Regions from separate parts of the Sus scrofa genome. Here region 1 is linked to region 2. A link is a contact called in public Hi-C data. All regions are on one chromosome and are shown on one strand. Each heading gives the region's core, a stretch centred on a gene start, on an enhancer-like site or on the middle of the called end of the contact. The rest is flanking DNA. Distances are from core to core; before and after follow the strand shown.

Region 1 (6,054 bases), core at 3,206-5,705, 50 kb before region 2:
TTTGTTTCCACTGAGCCATGACGGGAACTCCCCAAACACCATTCCTTATGCAGAAGAACCCAGGTCTGCCTCGGTCAAGAATACTGTCCTGTTGTTGCTCTGCAAACATATTTAACAAGCTGAACTGACAAAACATTTTTGTGGGACTTGAAAGTCCAGAGGTGGCTCGTCTCGGCCTCAGGACAGGGACTCAGTGTCGCACCCTCTGGAATCCCAGCATGGGCCTCGGGAACTCAACTCAGTGCAGGGGATCTTTCGGGTGCTCTGGGGGATGAAAATTAGGGGCCTGTGATCCCAAGCCTCTCCTCCTGCCCTTCACTGACTGCCAAATAGTCCCACCACCATGTGCAAAGCCTGAAATGAGAGAGGTAAGCAGCAGACGGACCTCAGTTCCACGGCAGGAACTTGCTGGGGGAGAGAACACTGCTGCATTGAGAGGAATGAAATGCTTTACTTGAATTTACAGCTGCCTTGCCCCCTTCTAAAAAAAGTAAATGGGGAGTTCCCACCGTGGCTCAGTAGAAATGAAGCTGACGAGTATCCATGAGGATGCAGGTTCGATCCCTGGCCTCCATCCGTGGGTTAAGGATCCGGCGTTGCCATGAGCTGTGGTTTAAGATGCAGATGTGGCTCAGCTCCCGCATTGCTGTGGCTGTGGTGTAGGCGGGCAGCTGCAACTCCGATTTGACCCCTAGCCTGGGAACTTCCAAATCTGCAAGAGCAGCCCTAAAAAGCAGGGGAAAAAAAGTACACAAATGAGAGAGAAAAAGAGAAGTCCAACAGCGTGTACTTAAGAGCTCTGCTAACTTTTAGAACCACATAAATGCGTCACATCCTGAAACTTAAAATCAGTAAGGACTCACCGTGAAATATAATCAGAAACAAATAAACCTATAACTTCATTATAAATTAACGACGTAAACACTATAGCGACTCTGTAAAACAGTATCTTGACTACCTGTCCTAAGGATAAAAACAAACACGCGCAGGCATATATCCTGCTCTAGGTAAGTCGGTTTTTTTTTTTTTTTTTTGTCTTTTTTTAGCTATTTCTTGGGCCGATCCCACGGCATATGGAGGTGCCTAGGGGTCCAGTCGGAGCTGTAGCCACCAGCCTACGCCAGAGCCACAGCAACGCGGGATCCGAGCCGCGTCTGCAACCTACACCACAGCTCACGGCAACGCCGGATCGTTAACCCACTGAGCAAGGGCAGGGACCGAACCCGCAACCTCATGGTTCCTAGTCGGATTCGTTAACCACTGCGCCACGACGGGAACTCCTGTCGGTTTGTTTTTCTCGGAAACACGGATGGGCAGCCCCGAACCTACTTTACGTGCAGGCTAGCGCCGAGCGGGAGGGTACCCACGCCGAGGACAACAGGAGCCAGATTTCGAGAGGAAGAGAAATGTGCGACGAACCCTGCGGTGACGGACTGGAACTGGAGATCTCAGTATAAACTCGGGGTTTTTAAAATTATTATTTTATTATTTGTTTTTTTTTTTTTTTTAGGGCCATACTCGCAGCATATGGAGGTTCCCAGGCTAGGGTTCAAATTCAGAGCTGCAGCTGGCTGCCGGCCTCCACCACAGCCACAGCAATGCGGGAGCTGAGCCGGGTTTGTGACCTGTGATGCAGCTTGTGGCAACGCAGGATCCTGAATCCACCGAGTGGGGCCAGGGATCGACCCTGCATCCTCATGGATACGCGTTGGGCTCGCTACCCCTGAGCCACAGCGGGAACTCCTAAACCCAGTTTTGAACACACGCTGACATGTGGATCTAGAAATAGATACAGATGTATATACAGGGCGTGCAGTGTCCTGGCTCCCGGCTCCTCCCGCCGAGAAAGCCAAAAAGCAATGACACTCCAGCAGCACACCTCCCCACATCTTGGTTTATGGAAAACACCTTCTCAACTAAAAGGAGCCAACACTCCTCACAGAAATGCCTGATTCCAGCCTAGGTCAAAGAAGCACTGATGAGTCTGGGACATCTTTTGGTGTCAAACATGAGGAGGTGCTCAAACTGTTGGGGACAAGGACACAGGGTAAAAGGACATAAAAACCAAACAGAACGGGCCAGATCTGGACAACAAGAGCACCAAAATAAATGATAGGAATGGATTATAACCTGTGAAACAAACATAGAATTAAAATGTCTACACCAACATAAACAACTGAATAAATTAAAACATGGAAGATTCGTCCTTACGGTAGAATTCCCACTAATAGGAGTTCCTGTCATGGCTCAGCGGAAATGAACCTGACTAGGAACCATGAGGATTTGGGTTTGATCCCTGGCCTCACTCCGTGGGTGAAGGATCCGGCGTTGCCGTGAGCTGTGGTGTAGGTTGCAGACGTGGCTCAAATCTGGCATTGCTGTGGCTGTGGTGCAGGCCGGTAGCTGTAGCTCCGATTTGACCCCTAGCCTGGGAACCTCCACACGCTGAGGGTGTGGCCCTAAAAAGACAAAAAAAAGAAAAAGATTCCAACTAATAAAAGCAGAAGAAATAATGTGAATGGAAATATCATCGCCTGGCAAGTACATTTATAATTTTTTTCAGAAAATGCTCACCTCCAGATGACTGGCAGTGTGGTTAGAAACAAGCTATGTACATAGTTTCAGAGTATCTCCCCACAAAATATTTACTATAGATAAAGGGGGAAATGGAAGCTTAATGATGCAAACACCTTGTAGATATCACCTAGGACAAAGGACCAAAGTTAGTATCAGAAGTAATAGGAACATCTAGACACTTAGGATGGAGGACAATGTGACAAAAAGAAAGTACACATGTGTGTGTGACTGGGTCTCTTTGATGTGCTGTAGAAAACTGACAGAACACTGTAAACCAGCTATAACGGGAAAAATAAAAATCATTTTAAAAGAAGTAATAGGACAAACTGGCATCATGTGCCTCCTGAGAGGGTGCAGAGAAAACACCATTCCACTGGTAAGGTTTTTCTCACCAAAAATACAAGTTATCGTAAGGGAACTTTGATAAACCCAAAGTGAGGAGCATTCTGCGAGACAACTGACTCATAAAGGTCAAGGAAAGACTGGGCAACTGCTCCAGATTAAGGAATGAGAAAACGAAGAAAACACGGATGGTCCTAGCTTGGATTCTGTAAACAGGTAAAGTCGTCGCAAGATAACTGCTGAGTTTGAATAAATCCTGTATATTTAGACTTTTGCAACTTGTATGTGAGTCTCAAATAACAAAGAATCACTCTGGACCAGCCTGCCTGGCCTTGGACCCGAGCTCGCCGGCTGCGGAACCGGCTGCGGAACCCGCTGCGGAACCCGGCAAAGCCTCTCGGCTCCGCAGCGCCCCGCTCTTCAGGCACCTGGTAGGGGCGAGTTAGGGAACCGCGAGTTCCCAAAACAAAGCGCGACGCCCACGAACGCCTCCAGTGCCCCGACCCCGGCGGCCGGCCGGGCGCTGCAGGGAACAGATGAGCAGGGAACAGCCCTAGCTCGGTGAACAGGGCTCCGCAGGCCAGCACCAATCGCGCACCCAGCCACGCACGGTGGGCCGGCACGACTCCGGTTTTCCAAGGAAAGCACGACACCCGCAACAGGTGGCCCGAGAGGCCGCGCCCTCCCGCGCTGCGGTCCCCCAAGCCCTGCACCGCCCGCGCCCGCGCCCGCGCCTCACCCGGAACGCCAGCCGCGAGCAGCCTCTGGTCCCGCCGCGTTGCCATGGTGACCTGAGTCCGTCGGCCGAGGTCCGGGCGCGCTCGGTGCAGCGCTCGGGTCCCGCCGGCCAGAAACGCGAGCTCCGGCGCCGGGTTCCGGGCTCCTCCCGCCCCCTCCTCCCACCGGACTCGGGCGGATCCGCCCAGGGAGGAAGGCCTCGGACTATCCAGGGCCCGGGGTCCTGGGGTGGACGGGCGGCGGCCGAGGCTCCTCGCAGGGACGGTCCTCCCTCGCCCAGCGGGACTCCGCGATCCCGCCCGCCTCGTAGCCCCGGGCTGTTGGTGGCTCCGGACGGGGCGGGGCGGGACTGGACCTGGCAGCGGTGGGGCCCGGGATGCGAGGGGCGTGGGGGTCCTGGGGCTGCACGTGGGCTGGAGCACAGTTACCGCGGGGCGAACGCCCGGGCCCACAGGACGTGGGGCGTCTCTCCCTGCAGCGTGGCTCCTCCAGCCGTAGAAGAGGCCGACACGGCATCCCGGGCGAGGCCGCTGGCCGCTGGTGCAGAGCGGGGGATGCCCTTTGTTCGGAGCTGTGTTGCACAGTGTGCTTGGCTTGTTTGGATTCTTGAGTTTGTGTGCCCTCATAACCTGTGCGTTTGGTGTTAATGTGTTCAATTAAGAGTTAAAAAAAGAAAAAAAAAACTCTCACAGAGGCAACAAGCAAACTTTACGCCAAGGCCCCCACCCGTGCTTAGGGACACCCTCCCCAGCATCCGAGGTTCCACCCAGGCTGAAGGGAAGGCAGCTGTCCCAACCAATGGAGACACCCACGCTCAGCCTCCCCGCCAGTGGCACCACAGGGCTCCGGGCAAGGATGGGCACAGAGGGGTGGGGGGGGACACAGTCTTGGGTCCAGTCCCTCCTCTCCAACGGTGTTTTCTCCACCCTGGCAGCCTTCTGGCAGCCCAGGGCAGTCCCCAAGCTGGTCCTGCCACTCCTGGATGAGCATCCCAACCTGGCTGACAGTAAGAACGGCTCTGCTTTAGGAGGCAGCTCTTGAGGGAAGTCCAGGGGGTATTAAATATCAGGCAGATCAATAATTCAAGACCCGTGGAAAGTGGAAGGTGTGAGCCTATGGGTGCAGAGAGCAGGTGAAAACAGCTCGGCCTGCCTGGAGGAGCCACAAAAGGTTCCCACGACCTTTAACCTACATCCTTCAGGCCCTGGGCAACCTTGCTGCCTCCAGACCTGGTTACCTGCCTGACAGTCCTGGTTCGAGTCCTAGTTCTACTTGTGGTTGCCAAGAGGAGGGGATGGCGGGGACTGGGGGTTTGGGGTTAGTAGATGCAAACGGTCGCACTGGGAGTGGATAAGCAATGAGATCCTGCTGCACAGCACAGGGAGCTGCATCTGATCACTTGCGACGGAACCTGATGGAGGATAATGTGGGAAAAGAATGTATGTATGCGTATAACTGGGCACTTGCTGTACAGCAGAAATCGGTGGAACATGGTAAATCAACAATAGTAAACATTTCTTTAATTTAATTTTATTTTTTTGCCTTTTAGGGCCGCACCAGCGGCATATAGAAGTTCCCGGGCTAGGGGTCGAATCAGAGCTACAGCTGCTGGCCTACGCCACAGCCACAGCCACGCAGAATCCGAGCTGAGTCTGCAACCTACACCACAGCCCACAGCAACGTCAGATCCTTAACCCACTGAATGAGGCCAGGGATGGAACCCACAACCTCGTGGTTCCTAGTCGGATTCATTTCTGCTGCGCCATGACGGGAACTCCCAATACATTTTTTTAAATCCTAGCTCTGCTTCAGCCTTATTACAACTTTCTGGGACTCTGCTTCTTCATAAAGCAGGGACAACGCCCAGTGGATGCCCATGGATTTGAGGATCAGAAGCTACACAAGGGCTGGTTCAGCCCCGGGGAAGGGGCTCTGGGGTGTGTCTATGCAAAGCCGAGGGGCCAGAGGACGTGCTCCTTTGAATAAAGATAAACAGGAACAATGAACACAGGCTCTGTACCTCACCGTCCATGCCCTGAGACCCACCCCAGCAGAGCCCTGTCCCCGCAGAAGCCCCCACTAACGCCAACCCAGACTCCGACCCTAGCACGAATCCCAAGGGTAGCCCAGGTGGAGCGTGGCCTTGCTTCCCGCGGCAGGGCCAGCTCCCACCACTTCAACTGCCCAGCATCCCAGAACCTCTGACTCCCTCACCTAGCCCCACCTAAGGCTTCTGAGGGGCCAGGCCCAGAGAGATGTGGCACACACACCTGCGCCCGGGCGTCACACAGCCACAGAACAGCAGAACCAGCGGTGGTGGTGGGGTCGCCACCCTCCAAGGGGCCTCGTCACTCCTGGCCGGCCCCGTAGCCCCTCCAAGGTCTTCCATCTGGAGTT
Region 2 (6,942 bases), core at 1,823-4,322:
GCTGACAGAGTCTGGTGACTTCTCACCAGAAACCACCCTGAGAACACAGACAGAAAACGACGAAAGCTCAAGCTGAGCATGCAGGCAGCTAACTGCTCTCCTCTTCTGACAGCCAGCCGGCCAGCACTTCAGAAGCCCTACTACGCGCCAGACATCCAGCTAGGTCCACTGCAGAGAAGCACCGTCAGCGAGTACTAAGCTTTCCTTCCTTCCCAACAGGCACCTGTGTCCGTGATGAAGCCACAGACACAGTCCGGCTGGGTAACGTCTGGACAGGAGAGGCCATCCCCAGTGAACTGATGGAGCGAAAGGCGCGAGCCCAAGTGCCAAGAACTGGTAGGAAGGAAACCTCCATCCCGCCAATCGTGACGGGGGGCGGGGGGAGAACAGTTCCCTAAGAATAGGGGCTCACGTGTTTGGGAAGGACTGGAACAAGCTGGCAGGGCACAGTGCCGCTTGCCCACGTCAGCACAGCAGGCCGCTGAGAAGGGAGGGCAACACTGGGCTTTCTGGGTCCAGGAGGCACTTGGCAAGCTGAACAAGCTTTCTTTCCTCCCACCTCAAATACCTGAAAGCACCAGAAAGTCTCAGGTGGAAATTCAGGACCCCAAACCCCAGGCCTAAAGACAAGGTGAACCTACCTGGAGGAGTCAGGAGCCTTCTGACACTAGGGCGAAGGGACAGTACTAGGCGTGGTTTTAACTGTCACGCCAGGATACGGAGAACATACTGATTTTTAAGATGAGGACCCAATTCCTTACCTAATTAGTCTCCTAACAAACAGAAAACACCCGTGATATAGACAACTCACTCCATCACGTGGTCTTCGTGGCGGATCTGCCCTCTTCCACCCTTAACCACAGTATATGTGAGCTTCCTCAGACCCGCCTTCCCGCTACATCTTAATCTAACGAGACCACTTTGCGGCTCTTCTGTGGGGTCGCAGGCAGCCTGAAGGGACCACCATATGGGACAAGAGCCAACGGTGACAGAAAATAAATCAGTTGTGCGAACGCCACACAAGTCAGTCAAAGTCTATTCCAATAGGTGGGCCTCACGGCACGCCTGACGGGGGTTCCCGAGCCTCAGGTCCGGCCCTCTTAGAGTCAAGGTGGAGGAGACTGAGGACAGACCCCTCTGAGGCCGGCAAGCCCGATCTGTATCAAGCACCACTGGTGCGTCCATCACAAGGTGAGGCCCGGAGGACACAGCTGGGGACAGGCCTTCGGTGTCTCCCACGAAGCTCCCATATTGGTGAATGTCTTGGTCACAACATTCCTCCACTTGAGCGTCCAAAAGCAGCTTCAGAAAGCAGCCGTCTGGCAAAGTCTCAGAAAGGAGAACAAAAAGCTTCAAAATATCTTTTTCTTATCTGTGGAAAGGCGGCTAATGGATCGGTTCTGGAGTACAGCTCCTAGATCCTAGGTTAAAACTTTTGCCAAAATCTATTGTTCTATAAATAAGGCAAACAGCTTGCATTTACCCAGCGCTTCGCCTCCAAAACCCTGCTGAGAAGGCAGCTCCCGACGACTGGACATAAATATTTAAGTAGTAAAATGCAAGTGTCTCTGAAGTGTATCCTACTTGGAGAGCAGCGCACATGCTGGAGGGACAGGTACCCTGTGGGGTAAGGGTACCAAAAGCAGTTCCCAACTCCCTCAGTGGGGGCTCCTCTTACACACCAGCCCACCGAGGTCGCGCACCCGCTCCAGGTAACGAGAGCCCAGGATGGGGCGGGGAGCTCGCACACTTGGGACCATCTGAAAGGCATAACCAGGAGCATCAGGGACCCTCGGCGACAAGCGCAGCAGCCGAACGGAAGCCCCGGGGCGGGCTGCGCCACGGGCGCATGTTTACCCCGAACTTGCGCAACGACAGTCCCGCCGCACAGCAGGCGTGCCGGGCTGGGCAGCCCCGACGCGGGGGTGGCAGCGAGTGGCCCACAGTTCCTCCGAGGAATGCCGCTGAGTTCTGTTTAAACTTCCAACTTTAAGATCCAAGCCCACCCTCTAGCACACGGGTGTATCCGAGCCTTCTTGCGCTGGAGACCTCAAACAATCCGGGACATTCTAACCCCAGGTTTTCCCGTCTACCCCGAGAACTTTCGCAGCAAAGGACAAGCTCCGGGTAGCGCTGCGCCACTCGACCTGCCTCTACTTCAGCCCACGCCTAAACGCTGACTTCGTCCTGGGTCGCCTGAGCGTCGTTCTGGTTGACGGCCAGGGACAGAGGCTGCAACTTGGAGGCGCAACACGTACCCCACCACCGCCCGACGGGCCCCCCGCGCGGCCCCGCGCTGCACCTGCGCTCCGCGGCCGGAGGGGCTGGGCACCGCCAGGGGCAGCGCGCAAGCCTCACCTCGTCTCGTGCCCGGCCGCAGGGCGCAGGACGCGGGCCCGCACGCCCGCCGACCGCTTTGTCGCCTGCGGGGTCGCCGGCCGTCCCGGAGGCCGCGGGCAGGCTGGGGCGGCTGCCCCGGGGCGCGGGTCGGGGGGGCCGCAGGCTCCCGCCCGGGGAGCTGAGCGGCGCGAGCCGTGAGGGCCCCGGGGCGAGTCAGGGGTCCGGCCGCCGGGGGCGGGGTCGCCGGGGCGGCGGCCGGAGCGGAGCCCGGCGGCCGGGCGCCGGTTTGGGGGCCGCGCCCGGGGGAGGGGCGCCTCACCGAGATAGATGTCTCCGAAGGACCCGCTGCCGATCTTCCGGCCCAGCCGGTACCTGTTCCCCACTCTGAGCTCCATGGCGGCGGCGGCCCGGCTCGCTCCTGCCCTCCCGGCCGCTTCCTGGGTCTGAGCTCGGGGAGGCGGCGCCGCTGCTGCCGCTACTGCGGGTCCGGCTGCCGGCTCCGCCCCCCTCACGGCCCCGCTTTCACCATCGCTTTCCGGCCGCCCTGCCGCTCCCAGCGCCTCAATACGGGGCGGATGGGACAGTCCGGGCGCCGCCGCCCCTGCTCCGGCCTCCGCCAACCCCGTTCGCCCTCTCCCCGCCGCGGATGGACTCGGATCTCCCGGGCCTAAATCCCCCTTCAGGGGCCTGAAGGAGCCGCCGCCATCGCGCTGTGACGTCACTTCCCCTAGCAACCCGGCGGGGCGGGGCCGCGGCTCCAAGCGACGGCCGGGGCGGGGCGATCGCGACCGCGGGGCGGGGCCTGGGGGCGGGCCTGCGCAGCTCTAGGGGTAGGGACCGCGTTCTCCCGATCCACTGACGCACCCGGCCAGGCACCTCCCCCCGCTCCTTGCCCCCTGCCTCTGGCAGCAGCCCAGGGCCCAGAGCCCCTCGCCTGGACCCCTTCCGCCGGCAGGATCTATGGGCTCGTGCAGGATTCCCTGCAGCTGTCTGGGAAGCCAGCGTTTCCTTGCTGCAGGCCTGGGACAGGCTCCCAGGCAGTGCCCTATAGGGGGGGGTAGGCACCTCCCTGCACCGGCACCTGCAGGGAGTAATATGCTCCCTCCACTAGGTGCTAGGTACGCTTTTTTGTTGGGTGCCAACAGCCTCAGTAGTGTCCCAGCTCACACGGACTCAAAGCTGACACCCAGCCTGTGCCTGACACACAGTGGAAAATATATAGACATATATAGAGAGAGATTTCATGGCCACACCAGCGGCATATGGAAGTTTCCCAGCAAGGGATTGAATCTAAATGGTAGCTGTGACCTACACGGCCATACCAGATCCTTTACGCCGCTGCAGCAGGCTGGGCATCCAACCAGCCACCTCCACAGCCACCGGAGCCACTGCGGTGGGCTGCTTAACCCACACCGCCATTGCGAGAACTCCACAATGCGCCCATTCAGAGTGTGCGAGTCAATGGTTTTAGCACGTAGCAACCATCGTCACAGTCAACTTCACTTTTCCATCACCCCAAAGAGAAGCCTCCACCCCACAGTCATGCCCCAGGCCCACGCATGAACAAAGTGCTGTGCTCTGAGGTCGCAGGGCCTGGCTGCAGACCTTCGCATTTTCTCGTGTCCTGAAAGCACGCTCCTCCCTTCTCCCGTTCAGGCCCTTCGGGGAGGGAGCTTGGTGTGTGTGCATGTGTCTGTTGGGCCTGGTGGGGGCTGGGAGCTGCTGGGGTCCCCCCGCTGCTGCTGCTGTCACAGTGGCCTCGCACCTCCCGGCCACTGCTTCCATTCTCTTTCCTCCTCTGGCTTCTGGTAGTTTCTGCCACTGAGCTCCCGTGACCTCCCTCTGTGCCTCTTCAGCTAACTGGCTGGTCCTGGTCGGCCAGTTCTTTGTCTGCAGGGAGTCACAGGTCACTGGCAAGAGCCAAATGATGGGGCAGGGGTGGGGTCATTTGCATAAATTGTGACCACCGGATTCATAAATTTTTTAAAGTTATACTCCATTTGTAGTTATTATAAAATATTGGCTACGTTCTCTGTCTTGTACAGTATATCCTTACAGCTTATTTTGTAGATACCTGTTTATACCTCTTAATGGCGCCTATCTATCTTTCTTGCTTTCCGTGGCAGAGCTTCAGACAGCTGCAACGGTGCTGTGCTGCGTGCCCGCGTCTTGCTATTTCTGTGTCTTGACTCTGTAACCTAGACAGTGGAGAAGCCCGCAGGCACAGGGGAGGGGGCGCCCAGAAGGCGCCGTCAGATGGGCCCGCCCAGGGCAAGAGGATGGCTTTGTCCTCGTCCCTGGTGGGGCCACAGGTGCCCAGGCTCCTCTTCTGGCACATGTGACATGGGAGGGGACATGGGCCAGAGCCCAGGAGTCCGAGAGGAAGAGCTGCCAGAGGAGGCAGTGCGAACACCTGGCCCCCACACGCCACAGAGAAAACCAACAGAGATGTGCACACACACACACACACACACACACACGCAAAGGAATCCTTGCAGCCGAACTAGAAAAATGTCAGCCAGTGACCGGAGGGAGAGGCCACCATTGATGAACACCTGGACGTGCAGGCAGAAGGACCACCTCACCACAGAGGGAAAGCGCCAGGATGCCAGGCACCAGGAGGAGATGCGAGGCTTGGACCTCGGCCGAGGGTAGAGACCCAGAGGGGGCAGGTGACAGGTGGTGAGTGTGACCAGGACTGTGGGACAGATGACCAAACACCTTCTGAGCCGAAGGGGGATCCCGGGCGTGGGAAGCCAGGACAGGCCAACCCAGGCCCAGCCCGATAAAACTCCTACACCCCATGGGGAAAGAAGAGGTTTTCAAAACTTTATTGAGAAAGCAGATGCTGACAAAGGAAAAAGAGGCAGGCTGGCCTCCGGCGCCTTGTGTGACTAGAAGCCTGCAGAGGCTGGGGGAGAGCACATTCTAGCAGCCTTGGCCGCTCCCAGGACGCAGGGGCCGGCGCAGACACCACCCGACTTGGATGCCCTGAGGCCAGCCAGGAAGGGGCCCAGAGAGGCCTCCTGGGAAACGAGAATGAGACAGAACCAGGCCTCCAGGCAGAGAGGTACAGGGACCACGGAGAAGTGCTCAGCCTCCTCTGCCGGCTCTCCCCCAGCGCTCGTATCCACACGTGTGCGACGGGTGCACGAGGCACAGCACGGCCTCGGGCGCACTCGTGAGTTCACATGTGCACACGCATCCTGCAGACGGACACACGGGCACACACACATGGTTTGTGTGTCTGTGCTTGCGTGCGGCTGACACGGAGTGGAAGTAGGTAGTGACATCTCGCGGGGTCGGGGGAAGGAGGCTCTCAGTGAGGATTCTTGCTGTAGAAGGGGCTGCTGCCAGGCCATCCATCTGTGGCTAGCGCTGAAAAAGCGGAAGTTGGGGGTGGGGAGTCAACGATAGACTCCTTCTGAGGTCTCACGACAGGTGGGCAGGAGGGGAGGACACAGGAGTGAATCCTCCAGGGATTTCCTCTTGTCATTCGGGAGGGCGCGGAGGAGAGGGACCTGATGGGGAAAACAAGCTGGGGTCTTGTTTAGACGGCAGGAAAAGAGGCAGGAAAAGACCGGCTGCTTCTTGACCTCGGGGAGGGGAGGGCCCTCCGAGGACGAGGTCGGGGAGAGAAAGTGCTGCGGGGCTTCCAGGGCGTGGACCCCAGTGGGGAGAGGCCTGAATCGGGGGTGGGGGGAGCAGCTGCCTCTTCCTCCGAGCCGGCCCTGGTGGGTGTGACAGCTCCGGGAGGTTCCCGGTCCAGCCTCCCGCACGGTCCCCTCGCCCCTGTGCCTGCTCTGTGACCCTCACGGTCAGAGCTGGAGGAAGGCTGAGGAAAGTGGCCACACCTCAGAGGCCTGGGTGGGGCTCTCCCATGGGGCCTGTGTCCCCCACAACGTGCTCTCGACGTTCTCCTGGGCCCCGCGGGGAGGCCTGCTTCTCGCCCGGCAGGTGCCCACAGAGCAGTCCCCAGCCTGCATGTTCCGGGTGGCCACATTCGGTGGACCGTTTGGGGTACGGATGGTCTCGGTCAGGCCAGGCTGGCGAAGCTGTGTAACAAAGAGCCCCCAGACCTCGGGGACTGATGAGGCGCGTTTACGTCTTGCTGATACCCCACCTCCAGCCTCCATCGTGGCTGGGAGGGGACTCTGCTTGTCGGTCACTCGTCGGCCAGAGAAATGAAGCAGCCGGCCCCTCAGATGTTGAAGGAAGAAGAGGGGACCTGGAGGGGTTCTGTGGGCTGGCAGGGGTGGGCTCTGCACCCAGTTCACGTGGCCCCTCCATGGAAAGGCTCTCTGGGGCCCCTGAGCAAGCGGGAGGCCGTCCAAGGAGGGCCCTCGGCCTCCGGAGCTGGGAGGCTCCTCAGGGCTGGGTCCAGGCATGTGCACAGGGAGGCTCCAGACGGTCACGCAGGCCTGAGAGCTGGCTGGGGGCTGCCCCCTCAAGACCTCAGCCCAGGCCTGGAAGGTGGGGCATGGGGAGGGCCTTCCCCCTCCTCCTCGCCCCCAGTGCTCCCCTGGCCCTTGTGCCCTTTCCAGGGGTATGGCTCTCAGGCCATCCTCCGCAGGGGACAGCCCAGGGGGAGGGCAGGGGGTT

The links. Hi-C and Micro-C count contacts between places; a contact is called where the count stands out from the background.
Region 1: a Hi-C map of alveolar macrophages shows a contact between it and region 2, with 2.7 times the contacts expected there. The contact joins the promoter of CCDC57 here to the promoter of CSNK1D in region 2. A contact is called at or near these places in 1 of 5 promoter capture datasets (liver), 14 of 47 Hi-C or Micro-C datasets (alveolar macrophages, blood, embryonic fibroblasts and 6 more) and 2 of 2 datasets of contacts at active chromatin or transcription factors (alveolar macrophages and skeletal muscle).

Annotation. Positions count from the first base shown.
Region 1 is chr12:817,735-823,788 of Sscrofa11.1, reverse strand. CCDC57 (coiled-coil domain-containing protein 57) reads right to left here and starts at 4,455. Exons shown (of 21, transcript XM_021066370.1): 1 at 3,659-4,455. The coding sequence starts at 4,283.
Region 2 is chr12:764,986-771,927 of Sscrofa11.1, reverse strand. CSNK1D (casein kinase I) reads right to left here and starts at 3,072. Exons shown (of 10, transcript XM_021066360.1): 1 at 2,660-3,072. The coding sequence starts at 2,735.